2 separate regions of the Mus musculus genome follow, and region 1 is linked to region 2. The links are chromatin contacts, called in public promoter capture Hi-C maps. All regions are on one chromosome and are shown on one strand. Each heading gives the region's core, a stretch centred on a gene start, on an enhancer-like site or on the middle of the called end of the contact. The rest is flanking DNA. Distances are from core to core; before and after follow the strand shown. Region 1 overlaps Plod2 (procollagen lysine, 2-oxoglutarate 5-dioxygenase 2). Region 2 has its middle 69 kb from the start of 1700057G04Rik.

Evidence for each region. Capture Hi-C pulls out chosen DNA fragments and counts their contacts.
Region 1: a promoter capture Hi-C map of adipose tissue shows a contact between it and region 2. The contact joins two enhancer-like sites. A contact is called at or near these places in 1 of 39 promoter capture datasets (the C10 cell line), 15 of 484 Hi-C or Micro-C datasets (the C10 cell line, the G1E-ER4 cell line, the HPC-5 cell line and 10 more), 1 of 115 datasets of contacts at active chromatin or transcription factors (large pre-B cells) and 1 of 9 other capture datasets (adipose tissue).

What each region holds. Positions count from the first base shown.
Region 1 is chr9:92,596,499-92,599,745 of GRCm38.p6, reverse strand. It overlaps Plod2 (procollagen lysine, 2-oxoglutarate 5-dioxygenase 2), which reads right to left. Exons shown (of 19, transcript NM_011961.3): 12 at 1,033-1,158. Among named protein-coding and RNA genes, the nearest start is that of B430319G15Rik, 55 kb to the right of the region's middle. Within about 2 kb of position 1,720, at least 29 of the 459 cell types and tissues checked have an H3K27ac peak or open chromatin away from gene starts, as enhancers often do. A contact at or near this core is called in adipose tissue, where this site is marked.
Region 2 is chr9:92,377,249-92,380,302 of GRCm38.p6, reverse strand. No RefSeq gene overlaps it. Among named protein-coding and RNA genes, the nearest start is that of 1700057G04Rik, 69 kb to the right of the region's middle. Within about 2 kb of position 1,667, at least 9 of the 459 cell types and tissues checked have an H3K27ac peak or open chromatin away from gene starts, as enhancers often do. A contact at or near this core is called in adipose tissue, where this site is marked.

The DNA of each region.
Region 1 (3,247 bases), core at 471-2,970, 220 kb before region 2:
ATTTCCATCAAATCCATGGATAGCACCAAATATATGACTTATATGTCATTTTACACTTAATAAAAGTAACTGAAACAGAGTTGACTTAGTACTGATCCCTTACCTACCATGCTATCAGATAACAAAAACTTTATCACACTGGTATCTTTCAGATGAAAATCTTCTAAGTCAACCTTTACCTTCAGAAGGAAAACGTCTTGCCACAGCTACAATTTTCCCAAGGAAAATATGAGTTATTTAATCTAAGGGCACCTCCTTTTAGAAGTCAGAGTATATTCCCCATTTAAACTGAGCTGATGAGTTTGATAATTAAGACGAGGCACTTAGGACTCAGGCAATGCTAGCCTACAATCTGGGGAAAAAAAGAGCGACATTCTTGCCTAGCATTTCCGTAACAAAAACTCTTTTGATGCTTGACAGACTAATTTTTTTTTAATTTTAGCAAATGTCAGCTATCATTTAGAAAGTATATATTACTTGTACATTTGTACTCTATAGCGTCTGTATTTTTTGAATCCTCTAAAAGATGACAATTGAATGTCAGTGGTTTCTTACCTTTTTATGTACACATTAGATCTTACACACAGAGATGACAAATTAAAAGCTACCACCAGCTCCAACAAAATCACCTCATGAAATTGCGAATGTGTGGAAGTTCTGGTTTTCTGCATTATTATTTCTGTATTTATAAATTTTAAAGACAATGAAGACAAGTTTTATTAGAGCTATTAAATGACCTAGATAAACTAAATTCTTGTCCAACTTTAGGAAAGAGTTCTACTCCTCTCTACCACTGGATGTGTACACATGACAACCAAGTATTATCATACAACAATGAAGTTGTCCTATTAGTCATGTAGATTCCTTTCGATCTTAAAAAATAAAAAAAGTTTTTATGTAACTGTAAGTGATCTCCAAGTTCTCAAATGTATCCTAAGCAAAATGAAGACAGATAAAGATGTTTTTAAAGTAATATTAGTAAGATCATATTGTCACTATATTGTATATGAAATGATTCATCAGGCAACTCACACTCTGTTCCCCTGAACAATATCCACGTAATCTTCAGAGCGAGCATAGTACCCATCAGGACTCAGTGCTCCCCAAAAGTTGGACCACAACTTTCCATGACGTGTCACAAGAGGAGCAATGATTTTCCTAGGACAGAAAACCCACAGTGTTATTAACTTTTAAATATTCATTGGAGTTGTGTATTTTGCAAGACATATAACATGGTGAAGTTCATTTAACATATTATAACAACACATACATATAGACACATATGTAATACACAAATAAATATTAGTCTCTTCGTCTTTTCTTCAATAGATACACAAAATTTTCAGTTATGTTAATTAAAAAAGAAAAAATGGAACATTTATTGAAAATGCTAACAAAATACTAAAATAACTTTTTAACAGCATGTTAGTTACATTGAAGAGAGTAAAACTAAATTGTTTCCTTGTGTTTAAATTAAATTCTAGTTTAACTGGCAAACTGAACACTCTCTACAACATTAAGGTAGCCAATGAATATTTGTTGAACAAAAAACAAAATACGCAGATGGGCCGAGACACTGATGAGTCAAGGTTCCTAAAACAAACCCTAATCACTTTACCATCTGTCTCCGGGATTTTAGGGCTTTTAAAACTGGGTTATAGTTGTAAGCTGGCCTAACAGCAACGGATACGTCAGCCTTCACTTCAGAAAACAAAACAGAGACGCTTGCCTGGAACTCAAAGTCCCTTAGGAAACTAGAGTTTAAATGTAATTGCTAACGCGTTGTGCTGAGACGGGACTTTGAGTGGCCTGCAATGCATCAACTTCAGAGAAGGTTATAAAAGCAGGGAGACCTTGACACTCTTTTCCTCTTGCCCCTCCTCTCCTCAGAACATTCCGAAGAATGTTACGAAGCAGCAGGCAGCCCTGAAGAAGCCCTGCTCCTGACGCTGAACCACCCAGTGTACACGTCCACAAGAGTCAAATAATAAGCTTACTCTTTATAGCTTACCCTGTTGGTGGCCTTTTGTTATAGCCATAGCAAACACAGTAAGACACTGTGACAATATTCTGCCTTAACAGCTATTTGGAAAGTGGTACCTTTGAGACAAACACAGTACCAAGCATTTGCACTACACAAACTGCCATAAAATTAACTCATCTGTGCTGGTTAGTTTTAACTCTCAACACAACAAAACTTAGCATCACCAAGGAAGAGAGAGTCTTAAAGAAAAAAAATTTTCATAGAACTATAGTTCTAAAATCAGGTATTTCCAATAATCTGATCATTCCACAGCGAGCTGTAGTTGTACCTCCCGTTGTGCTGATTGTTCCTGACTCTAATTGAAATGGAAATTAAAAAAAAAAAAAACTTCTAGATCGGGTTGGCCAATGGGCATCTCTCACGGTGTTTTAATTGTTTACTGAGGTGCGATGACTCAGTCTATTGTGGGCGGTACCATTCCCTACACAGGGGATCCTGGGTAGGAACAAAAGAGAGAAAAACTAGCTGAGAATAAGCAACCAATTATCTAAGAGCAATTATACTCTCTGCTCTTAACTGTCGATGTGACAATTTAAATTCCAACCTTGACTTGTGCTGACTCAAGTTATGACTACATGTGCTGAGTCATGTTATGCAGCAAAAGGAGCATGTCTCCAAATACAGGATGGGCTGATGCAGCATAGCAGACTCCCTATGTGTAACAGTCAAGTCATGCTGACATTTCAATTTTATTGTGAGGAACAATTATTAACGCACACACACAGCACAAATGTGCGCCATGAGGACCAGAGAATAAATAGCAACAGACTCAGTAGTAGCTGTATTATAACAGGTAGGATTAAGACCCTTGTATCCGCAATGCCTTTATTCGATTTCAATTCGAGTCAGCAGAAATTAGTACAACAGAAAATGCAACTACAGCGCGCTGTGGAATGATTGGAGTATTGGAAAATTTGGATTTTAGAACTACAACTCTACGGAATAACTGATGAGATTTAGGAAAGTCTACATTTAAAATATCTATAAATGATAAAAATTAGAAAATTTACTAGTATTGGATATCTTAATAACACAATTAAATGTTGCTTATATAAAAATAGACCAAATGCCTTTAAACAACCACTTTTTGACTGTAAATACTATTAAACACTTTTGGCTCTACGACTGCTAACAGAATATTTAGTACAGGGAACTTAAAGAGTACAGAAGAAAGTTGAATGTGACCTACCTCGAATTATTACA
Region 2 (3,054 bases), core at 418-2,917:
TTGAAAGTTTCAGCAGTGTGATAATCGTCATCACCATCACTGACAACACATCAGTAACATTCACATAACAAACATGTCAAGAAGTAAATCAGGAAGACAATCTCATTAACAAGAGCTTGCAAACACCTAGGAGTAACCACAATCAAAGAAGAATAGGATCACTACAAAGAAAAACTTAGAACACTGAAGAAAACTGCAGAAAGTAGAATAGGAATATCTTGCTTACAGACTACTAGAGTTAATGGAGTGAAAATGTCTACTAACCAAAGTGGTCTACAGATACCACTCAATCGCTACATAAATTTCATTAACATTCTTCCCTGAACTAGGCAAACCTTCAAATCATAAGGAAATGCAAAGATACCAAACAAACACAGACATCTTCAGTAGAAAGAACATGACAGTATCATAATACTGATCTCAATTTATACTGTAGAGTGTTAGTAACAAAAATTGCATATTGTTGGCAGAAATGCCAACAAATGTATCAAGACACAGGGCCTAGAAATAAAGCCATCTGATTTGTGACAAAGACATAAAAATATATACACTGGAAAAAAGACAGCTTCTTCACACATAGAAGAATGAAGATGAAGCTTTATTTCTCACCTTACTCAGATGTCAATTAAAAATAGATCAAAGACCTTGTTGTAAACTCTGAGTATCTGAAGCTGTTAGAAGAAAAAGAAGGGGAGACTTTTCAAGTTATAAATACAGGCAAAGCCTTTCTAAAAAGGACCTCCACAGCTCAGGAAGTGAATCCAAGAATTGACAAGTAGTGTTTTATAAGAGTATAAAGTTTCTGCCCAGCAGAGGAAGAGACAGCTTCGGTAGGAGAAAATATTTGCCAGCTACATGTCTGGTAGAGAGCATCAACAGCTGGAACATATAAAGAACTCGAAACTCTAAATACCAGAAAATCAAATAGCAATTCCATAAATGTGAAGCAGGAATAAACAGTTGAAGAAATGTTCAGCATCCTTAACCGTGGGGGGATCCAAGTTAGAACCACACATTGCACTTGCGATACTGTCCGTCATTAAGAAAACAAAAGGCAACAGATAACAGTAAAGGTGTGGCAAGTGAGAACCCTTATATTCCATTGGCAAGGCTGTAAACTAAATTAGTCTCTATGGAAATCAGGACAGAGGGTCCTTAAAAACTTAAAATAGACCTTACTATGCCATTGAAACCTGTGACCTAATGATACCACTTCTGAATATGGTTCTGAAGAACTCCAAGTCAATATATCAGAGAGATGCTTGCACATCCGTGTTCATTGTAACACTCTTCAAAAGAGTCAAGTTAGGGAATCTGCCTCACTAGCAACAGATGAACTGACATAGAAAATGTGGAACCTGTGTGCTCTGGGCTTTTAATCAGCTATAAAGAAGATAAAATTGGGTTGTGACATGTGAAATAATGTACACTCAGAATGACAAATAACTATTTTCTTTATACTATTGATACTAGATTTTATACAGATTCATAAACTCTCTCTCTCTCTCTCTCTCTCACTATGAAGAAATGAGACTGGGGGAAAGGAAAGGGGGAAGGTGTGGGAGCTGAATATAGACAAAGCACATGATGTATTTGAATGCCAGTGTCTTCAGGCCCAGCATCACTGTGGCAATGCATGTACACCAGTTAACTCCCCAGAGAGGAGCAACAGTATCTCTCTCTGCAGCTCCAAAGCTGCTAAGCTCCAGTGACTGCTCTGGATTGCATTTATTAGCATTGTTTTTGGTTTTGGTTTTAATTTTACCTCAAGCTCTTGAATCCATGTATCTTCCTTTGTATTTGCAAAAGATGTTTTTACAGTGTACTGACAGTCTTGATGGATCTTGATGCGAAAACTCAAATAGACTTTTGAGGATACTAGGAGAGTGGTTATGTAATGTGCATAGGGTTAGAGGGAAAGTAATTGTGATCACAGGGCGAGGGTGGGAAGCTCACTATTTTGCCAGAACCATGAGATTGAATCCAGTGTCCAAGTAGACATGTAGAGTTTAGTTGTTGAAACTTAGAATGAAGACTTAAATAGCTTCCTTAATCCTTTGCTGCCATAGTCATCAAGTGTAAGAAGCCTTGGCTTAGCCTTCTAGGTGATGAAAGATCTATGGCCTGTTACCCATTTTGCCCCAGTTAACAAGCAGCTGTGTGAACAAAGCCTTCTGGGTGATCTAGTCCCAGCCTGTCAGTTGACTGCCAACTCACAGAGGAGTCAGAACTGGGCAGCAGAATCTTGAGTTGATTACAATAATTACTTATTATATTTCATGTGCTTTATTTTTAGGAGAACATCATACTAAGGATTTTAATGAAATAAAACATTATTCAAATATATTTAGAGAAAGTGGTTTAACTTCTTAATAAAGATAGATAAAGCTTCATGCCAATAATCTCCATCTGGCTGATTATCCGGGCCAGAGTTCAAAATACATGTACACCAAGAGCAAAAATTTAAAAATAAATAAATAAATGAATAAATAAATAAATAAATGTAGTACAGTTGTCTAATTAGTACAGTCACAGGTGTCAGAGAGAAGAGATGGTTTGTGCTGTAATTACTGTAATTATAAAACCTTAAAAACAGAATTCTGAGGATCAGACCATCAAGAGTCCAACTCCCAAGGAAATAAGAACGATTGTTTTACTACTTACAAAATCATCAAAGTAACATTATAGAGAACAAGAACATTTTTACATATACATTTTCTTTCATTGAATATATTTATTTCAGAAAATTGGAGAAGAGAGAAAAGTTATATTGTTCCGGTCCAAAAAAAAAAAAAGAAAAAAGAAAAACTAACATAAATATTGTGTTTCAAATTCTTCCTATCCACAATCACTTGATATCATTACATCTTTATATTTTTTCTATTTTCACTGTGGCATACAATAGTGCAAAGGTTCAATCATGGTATATGGTCCTGGCTGGCCATGTAGCCTAGGCTGACCTCTTACTCACAGCAACCTTCATTCTTTATCCTTTTGAGCACAGGCATTGCAAGTGCTTTGGTACCCCTGGCTGCTAGCCATTTCCTTTGTGGT